Regions from separate parts of the Capra hircus genome. Here region 1 is linked to region 2. The links are chromatin contacts, called in public Hi-C maps. All regions are on one chromosome and are shown on one strand. Each heading gives the region's core, a stretch centred on a gene start, on an enhancer-like site or on the middle of the called end of the contact. The rest is flanking DNA. Distances are from core to core; before and after follow the strand shown.

Evidence for each region. A called contact is a pair of places that touch in the nucleus more often than the background predicts.
Region 1: a Hi-C map of liver shows a contact between it and region 2, with 4 times the contacts expected there. The contact joins the promoter of CX3CR1 here to the enhancer-like site in region 2. A contact is called at or near these places in 4 of 5 Hi-C or Micro-C datasets (blood and liver).

The regions. Positions count from the first base shown.
Region 1 is chr22:12,430,021-12,434,604 of ARS1.2, forward strand. It overlaps CX3CR1 (CX3C chemokine receptor 1), which reads right to left and starts at 2,681. Exons shown (of 2, transcript XM_005695559.3): 1 at 2,430-2,681.
Region 2 is chr22:12,367,211-12,371,325 of ARS1.2, forward strand. No RefSeq gene overlaps it. Among named protein-coding and RNA genes, the nearest start is that of XIRP1, 3.5 kb to the left of the region's middle. Within about 2 kb of position 1,946, at least 1 of the 5 cell types and tissues checked has an H3K27ac peak or open chromatin away from gene starts, as enhancers often do.

The DNA of each region.
Region 1 (4,584 bases), core at 1,431-3,930, 64 kb after region 2:
CTCAGCATTCAGAAAACTAAGATCATGGCATCTGGTCCCATTACTTCATGGGAAATAGATGGGGAAACAGTGGAAACAGTGTCAGACTTTATTTTGGGGGGCTCCAAAATCACTGCAGATGGTGACTGCAGCCATAAAATTAAAAGACGCTTACTCCTTGGAAGGAAAGTTATGACCAACCTAGAAAAAGCAGAAACATTACTTTGCCAGCAAAGGTCTGTCTAGTCAAGGCTATGGTTTTTCCAGTGGTCATGTATGGATGTGAGACTGCGGAGACTCAGTCTCATGACTCCAACTCATGTATGGAGTTGGACTGTGAAGAAGGCTGAGTGCCGAAGAATTGATGCTTTTGAACTGTGGTGTTGGAGAGACTCTTGAGAGTCCCTTGGACTGCAAGGAGATCCAACCAGTCCATTCTGAAGGAGATCAGCCCTGGGATTTCTTTGGAAGGGATGATGCTAAAGCTGAAACTCCAGTACTTTGGCCACCTCATGCGAAGAGTTGACTCATTGGAAAAGACTCTGATGCTGGGAGGGATTGGGGGCAGGAGGAGAAGGGGACGACAGAGGATGAGATGGCTGGGTGGCATCACCGAATCTATGGACTGAAGTTTGAGTGAACTCTGGGAGTTGGTGATGGACAGGGAGGCCTAGCGTGTTGCGATTCATGGGGTCACAGAGAGTCGGACACGACTGAGCGACGGAACTGATGCAACACGGGGGACCTGAGTTCCCTGACCACAGATTGATTCCATGCAACCTGCTTTGCGAACATGGAGTCTTAAACACTGGACTACCAGGGAAGCCCCAGTATGAATGCATTTTTAAAATACAAACCAAAAACATAGATCTGCTGTATGAACTCACATACAGGAAGGTGAGAAACAGGCAAGGATAATCCATGGAAAGGTTTAAAATCCTTGTAAAGCTACAAGGACAAGGAGAGAATCAGTAACCATAAAGGTGAGGATTGGGGTGATTTCTGGGAGGGCAGGGGTGGTGATCCGGAGAGGCCTGATGGAGCTGCCGGGGGCTGGTCAGGTTCTCTGCTGCTGCCTGGATGATGGTTAGGTGGGAGATCAGTATATGAGTTGTTGACCTGCACACTGTCCTTTGAGTGTATTATGTTTTCAGATGAACACAGGTTTAGGGAAAAGACAAAAGGGCACAGGAACATATTTAAAGAGATGTTGTATAGGTTTTCTTCCCTACAAGAGTCACAATTCACCCACATGTGTGTCCACTCAGACTTTCTTTCTGAAGATGATGTTTTCCAATGACACAAACCTTCTGAGCCCGAATGTCCTCACAGTGATTATAAAAGCATACATCAATGTTGATCATCAAAGTCTGTCAGCAATTTATTACTAAAATGGTTTTCATTATAAATGCAGTAGATGCTCATTATAAAAAATGCAGATGGTGCAAAAAAGCATGGAAGAAAAAGGAAAGAAAAAACTCAAGAAAGAAAGAAAAAATACATTTTTTTCAAGTTATAGGAAAAAAACCAAATACCTAGACAAGGAAAAGACATGTCACTTTTGAACAGAAAGTCAAGAATAAGGTAGTGCCAGAAGGAAAGATCATAAAAAGGCTTGCTGTCCATTTGACTTATTTTGTTCCTAAAAATACAAATAGTATGTATATACTTCAGACTCTACAGCGGATTCTTATTGCTCCTATTTAAAAAAATCTTTCTAGGAGTACATAGAGAAGGAGCATGAAACAGATGTGGAAAGTTAACAATAATAATAATAATGGGAATTCCACGGTGGTCCTAGTTGCTGGGACTCCATGACTTTATTGCCCTGTGTGTTGAATCCCCGGTTAGGGAACTAAGATCTTGCAACACTTGCAGTACAGCCAGAAAAAAAAAATGATGATGATAATAATAACTTTGATGCTGTTTCTTACCTTAGAAAGTTGACAGTAATTCCTCAATATCATCCAGATACAATCTTACCTTTTAATTTTTTCTTTTATTGTAGTTGATTCATAAAGTGTTAATTCTGCTATAGAACAGTGATTCATATATGTATCTATTCTGTTCCATTATGGTTTATTACAGGATATTGAATATAGTTCCCTTGGCTGTAGTGTAGAACCTTGTTTTTTATCCACCCTATATAAAATAGTTTGCAGATGCAATTTTAAATGATGCTTTTTTATGGGCATTTCTCCATGTCCCTGAAATGTAATTACTAATGCTTCTAATCATATTTCATCATGTTAAGCACATCATAAGTGATCTAATCAGTCACTGTCTTCCCCTACCAAGCCCCCTAGTACATTTAGGCTATAAGATCCTCTGGAAAATGGTCTCCCTTGTTGGCAGGTAAAGCAAACCAGCCTCATTAACCCACTTTGACCTCTGACCACAGTGCCTCACCCAGCGCGCCCACAGGTGCTAAATGAGCCCTCTGCTCCTACCTGGGCTGGGTCTGGGGAGGGAACCTCGAGAGGTGGCGATGTGCCAGTCAGCCTTCCTGTCCCACGCACAGTCTGTCAGAGAGTATCTCCCTCTCCTCTGAGGGCATCTTTATTTGCAAAGTTAGCCAATAGTATCTGGTTTCCTGTGAGGAAGACTATCTTTAGAGGCTGCTGCAGTCTCAGAAGCTCCAGGCTTGAGGCCAGCTGAGATGGGAGGGTCTGAAGTCAGGGACTAGGAAGAGCCTGGGGCAGACCCAGCGGGGCCAGGAGGGAGTGTGTTTACTTGGGGACTGTGTTACCTCTCTCACTGGGCAGCGGGCGGGAAGTAGAGTAGCTCTCTTTAGTGATGTGCCTTCAGGCAGGCCCAGAAATAGAGTCTCAGTTTTCCTGCTAATAAAAGGGAGCCCATAATACTCACCAGACAGCACTGGGGTGCAGATTAAATGAGCTACAGTTTTTCTTCTCAAAGTGTGATCCCAGCTGGGAGCTTCTCAGAGATGCTGTGCCTCGGGCCGCTGCCACCCCAGACCTCTTGAATCAGACTGCATTTTTTGGATTCCTTCTAAGCTTTTTTTGCAATAAAGAAAAGTCATCTGTATTTTTTGTGTTTTTTCATGTGACTCACTTTATTGTGAATTAACTTTATTGTAGTGGTCTGGGACCAAACTTACAATATTTATAAGGTATGCTTACATTGTTTTATTAAAAAAATTTTTTTTCTATCAAAGTGTATTTAACTTACAGCGTTTCAGGTATACAGCAAAGTGATTCAGTTATGCATCCATCTGTCCATACATATATATTCTTTTTCAGATTTTTTTCCATTATAGGTTATTATAAGATATGAAACATAGAGACTACATTTTAATGAAATTTTTAGGAGTTTGATATAAACACAATGAATCTGAGAGGCATTGATACAGAAAGCACCTACTGAGTGCCTGGCTCCTGGTGGATGCTTAATAATTATGGTTCTCCTCACCTCCCTCAGGGCTCTTGGTGGTTCTCTGTGCCCTGCAGTCAAGCCCAAGTCCTGTATCTGAAGGGCAATGGCCCAGGCTGCTCCCGCGGGATATGGTACCCGGCCAGGCCCTGATGTCCGGGCCGTGCCGCTGCTCCCTGCCCTGGCCAGCTGGTTCTCTGACTTAATCTCAGTCACCTCGGCTGCACTGCCGTCCCACGACTTCCTTACTTGCCTAAGTCATGTTTAAGGCCAAGCCTCCTTCTGGTCTGTCTTTATCCCAGGATCTAACCAGGTTCTGGCACCAGTGAGCCTTCAGCACACATGTTCATTGAGTGGTCAGTGACACGACCCCCCGCAAGGCCTTCCCTGGCTGCCACTGTCCTCACAGCCTGCGCCCAGCACACCCCTGGGTCTCCTGTGGTCTCCAGAGGGTGGGGTTACCCCGTCAGCTTCCACCTCGCCTTCTCCTCATCCAGAACCAGCCATGGTGGGACTGCAGTACCACAGGCTGGGTGGCCAGCTGGTGTTTGAGGAAGTCCATTGCCCAGTCTCCTTTCTCAGTCTCTCCCTGGCCGCAGTCTCAGGCCACCTCTCCCTGCCTTCGGCCAGGCTGAAATGTGTGCCAGAAATAATCCAGAGACTGCTGCTAGACACCCCCAGGTGGGAACGCAGTATAGAGGAGCTGGTCCCACTGAGAACTGGCAGATAGACTTCACTCAAATGCCTCAAGCTACAGGAAACTTCGGATACTTGTTAGCATTTGTGGACACTTTTTCTTTTCCGATTTTTGGCTGCACCACACACAGCAGGCAGGATATTAGTTCCCTGACTAGGGATTGAACCCAGGTCCCCAGCAGTAGAAGCATGGCGCCCTAACCACTGTACCACTAGGGAATTCCCTATGGACACCTTTTCAGAATGCACGGAAGCATATTCCACCCAGACAGAGAAAACCTATGAGGTAGTTAAAACCTTCCTTAAGGAACTCTTTCTCCAAGTTAGATTGCCTACACCCTTCAAAGTGACAATGAGCCTGCTTCTGTCTCCGGTACAACCCACCAGGTATCTAAAAGCATTGCATATTGTTGGCAACTATATTCACCCTGAAGACTACAATCAACAGGGAAAACTGAGAAAATGAATCACATATTGAAAGAGACCACTGCTTGCCAGGGTCTGGCCCCGGTGGAT
Region 2 (4,115 bases), core at 696-3,195:
TCCTCTTTTGTACTCACTGCAGATATGATAAACTCATGGTAGAAATTTCCCATGCCTGGATTGTTTTTATCTAATACAATTGTACTGTCCAAGACAACTTCCACTAACCCCGTGAGACTATTTAAATAGGTTAAAATGAAACAAAATGAAAAATTGTGTTCCTGCATCCCTTTAGCCACATTTTAAGTGCTCTGTGGAGCAGAGTACAAAATGTTTCCATCATTGTGGAAGTGTGATAGCACTATCACAGACACTGAAACTCTCATTGAGGGTGGTGTTTCCTTCTTTGCCTTGGCTCCAAGGACACTCTGAGCTAAATGTTTAGACTTTCAGCAGGTCGCTGTGGGTTGTATCCTGTGTCATGGGGGTAAACAACTGGCCCTGTTGCCTGTCTCTGAGGGGTTTCCCAGAACAAGGGACTTTCAATTTTAAAACTGGGAAGGTTCGAAGAAAAACAGGCTGAGCTGGTCACCCTATGTGTAGTGATCTAACAAAATCACATCATCAGGGTGTCAGTGATATGGCCATTAAGGCAGTGGTCAGGCATTATTTATCAGAGTATCTTTGGTGGTGGGGATGCTGGGCAGTTATCTTTCTAAAAGCCCCCTCAAATCATCTTGGGAAGGGGGCTGGGAGTAAATGGTTATCCTGAGGTCGAATGGCTGTGCTGGTTAATTGATCTCTCAGAAGGCAGAAGGGCAGGGAGGGAATGGAGAGGGAAGGCGTCGTTTTTCAGTGATTACAACCTGCCCCCCACCCCCACTGCTTCTGGAGCTTAGTGTTTCCCGGTCTTGAGGGCACATTCCTCTGTCAGTCCATCCCTCTTCAGTGGGGCTCTGCTGAAGTTGGGGATTAGTCAGAAGCCCCTGCCTGTCTCCCAGGAAAACGGGCACTCTGGCAGGGCTCAGAGTGAGCAGCTGGCAGTAGACTCACCTGATGTTTCAGGAGAGGCAGGACGCAGGGAAGGTTCAGAGCCAGGCTGCCTACCTGAGTTTGAATCCTGTCTGTGACACTTACTAGCTGTGTGACGTTGGCAAGTTACTCACCCTGTCTGTTCGCCAGTTCCCTCACCTATAAAATGGGCATAATAATAGTGTATACCTCAAAAGGCTGCTGTGAGGAGCACACATCTGTTACACACGCACACACCACATCGGGTACAGTGCCCAGCATATGTAAACTCAACTGATGATTAAGCTCAATACATTCTCCCCTGGGTCCCCACCACCGGCAACTTTCCCTGGTCCCAGATCCCAGTGTATCCTCTGGGTCTGAAGGCAAGTGTCCTTCAAAGCCCTGGCTGGCAGTGCTGGCCTCCCTCCAGCTGGGAAGCAGACACGGGTGTCTGCTCTGGGCCAGCCAGGGCGTGTCTGTTCCAGGGCTGTAGGACAGGTCAGCTCAGCCTCTTGACAAAATCCTCTGAACCTGCAGAAGGGACTTTCTGCGCTGCTCAGGCGGCAGCTCAAAGGTGGGCAGATTTGAGGAGAGAGTGTCCGCCTTCTGCCGTGGGAGTCTGATGGCCATGCTGTGAGGGTCGTGTGGGCCCTGGTGCCAGACCGCTCTCACCAGCCTGTCTTCCTATTTCTATGACCTCTGAGAGTCTGCCTGCTTTCTGTATTCTAGTGTGTTAGTTTGGGATCTTCTAAGAGCAGAGTCCAAGAAGAGCATTTGGGTGCAAGTGGTTTCACTGGGAGGGGAGGAAGGGGGTGAGGGGCTAAAAGTGAGGAGGAGAAGGAAAGCAGATTACTTCTGTGGACAGCTGGGGCTGGATCCCTCTGGAGACTTCGGGAGCTGGTGTGGAACACGCCTCACCCAGGGTTGGGGGGTGGTGGTAAGGGAGCCGGGGTATTCATCCACCCTCCTCACTCCCCTGGATGAGGATTGCTCCCAGAAGCACTGGCTCCCACAGATTCCCCGTCTCCCCCTCAGGCAGAGAGATCCAAGTGATTGAGGCTAGGACCCTGGGAGCCTGTACGGGGACCGCCCACTGAGGCTGCTGGTGACCCCAGGGAGACGTGAGGGATCCAGGGGCGCTGGCAAGAGCTGCTGCATTAACTTCTCCCGCCTGTGAGACGAGCACTCATGTCATAGGGCTGTTTTGAAGATTTAGACCAGTATACTGGCCAGTGGAAGGGCTTCCCAGGTGGCGCTGGTGGTAGAGAATCCTCCTGCCGCAGGAGATGCCAGACACACTGGCTCAACCCCTGGGTTGGGAAAATCCCCTGGAGGAGGAAATGGCAACTCCAATATTCTTGCCTGGGAAATCCCATGGACAGAGGAGCCTGGAGGGCTACAGTCCATGGGCCACAGAGTCAGACACAGCTGAGCACAAGAACAGTTATATGTATGTGTACATCCAGGAGAAACCCAGAGGAAGCCCCACAGGACGCTTAAAATGTTCTGGTAGCCACACTGTGAAAAGCAAAAAGTGACATTAATTTAAAAAAATATATTTTATTTCACTCAAGTTTCTAAAATGTTATATGTACATATATCAATAAAGGAGAAGGCAATGGCACCCCACTCCAGAACTCTCGCCTGGAAATCCCATGGACGGAGGAGCCTGGTGGGCTGCAGTCCATGGGGTCGCTAAGAGTCGGACACGACTGAACGGCTTCTCTTTCACGTTTCACTTTCCTGCATTGGAGAAGGAAATGGCAACCCACTCCAGTGTTCTTGCCTGGAGAACCCCAGGGACGGGGGAGCCTGATGGGCTGCTGTCTATGGGGTTGCACAGAGTTGGACACGACTGAAGCGACTTAGCAGCACCTTCAGCATATCAATGAAAATTGTTAATGAGATACTTTTACATTCTTTATGCCTCCTGTGTCAGTGTGTATTTTTTTTTCTTTTCAATAGACTTTTTTGGGAAACTTTTCTTTAGGTTTGCATTGAAATCGAGCAGAAAGTAGAGTTCTGATATACCCTTTGCCTCTAGATAAATGCACAGCCTCCTCCGCTATCAGGATCCCCCACCAGATGGTACATTTGTTACAATCGATGAACCTGCATTGACACATCATTGTCACTCAAAGGTCATGGTTTATGTTAGGGTTCATTCTCGGAATTGTACGTTCTGTGGGCTTGGGTGAATATATAATGACATGTATCCATCCTTATGGAATCATTCAGTGTTACTTCACTCTGTGCTTGCTCTTCCTATTCACCCCTTCCTCCTCTCTAACTACTGGCAGCCACTGACCATTTTACTGTTTGCATAGTAAGTAAGTAAAGTCGCTCAGTCGTGTCCGACTCTTTGTGACCCCGTGGACTGCAGCCCACCAGGCTCCTCAGTCCATGGGATTCTCTGTTTGCATAGTTTTGCCCTTTTAAAGACGGCATACAGTTAGACTCATATAGTACATATCCTTTTTGAATTGTCTTCTTTCACTTAGTAATATGCATTTAAGGTTCTTCCATGGCTTTTCAGGGCTTGATAACTCATTTGTTTTCAGAGTTAAGTAATAATTCATTGTCTGGATGTACCACAGTTTGATTGATTCACCTACTGAAGGATGTCTTGGTTGCCTTGACGTTTTCGCAGTTAGGAATACGGTTGCAATAAACATCTGTGTGTAGGTTTTTGCGTGCATATAAGTTTTTAGCTCCTCTGGGTAAATACCACGGAGTGCACTTGGTGGATAGAATGGGAAGAGTGTGTTTAGTTTCCTAAGATGCGGCCCAACTGTCTTCCAAAGTGGCCGCACCAGTCTTGCCTTCCCACCAGCAATGAGTGAGGGTTCGTGTTGCTCTGCTTCCTTGCCAGCATTTGGTGTTGTCAGTGTTCTGGATTTTGGCCGTTTTAGGAGGCATGCAGCAATATCTCGTTGTTGTTTTCATTTGCATTTTCCTGATGATACAAGATGTGGATCACCATTTCATATGCTTATTTGCCATCTGTGTATCTTTGATGAGATGCCTGTCAAGGTCTTTGACTCATTTTCAAAATGGGGTTGTTTGTTTTCTTACTGTTGAGTTTTAAGAGTTCTTTGCATATTTTTATGCAAACAGTCTTTATCTGTTATGCCTTTTGCAAATGTTTTCTCCAGACTGTGGCTTGTCTTCTGACTCTCTTGACATTGTCACACAGCAGAAGTTTTTAATTTTGATTCTGT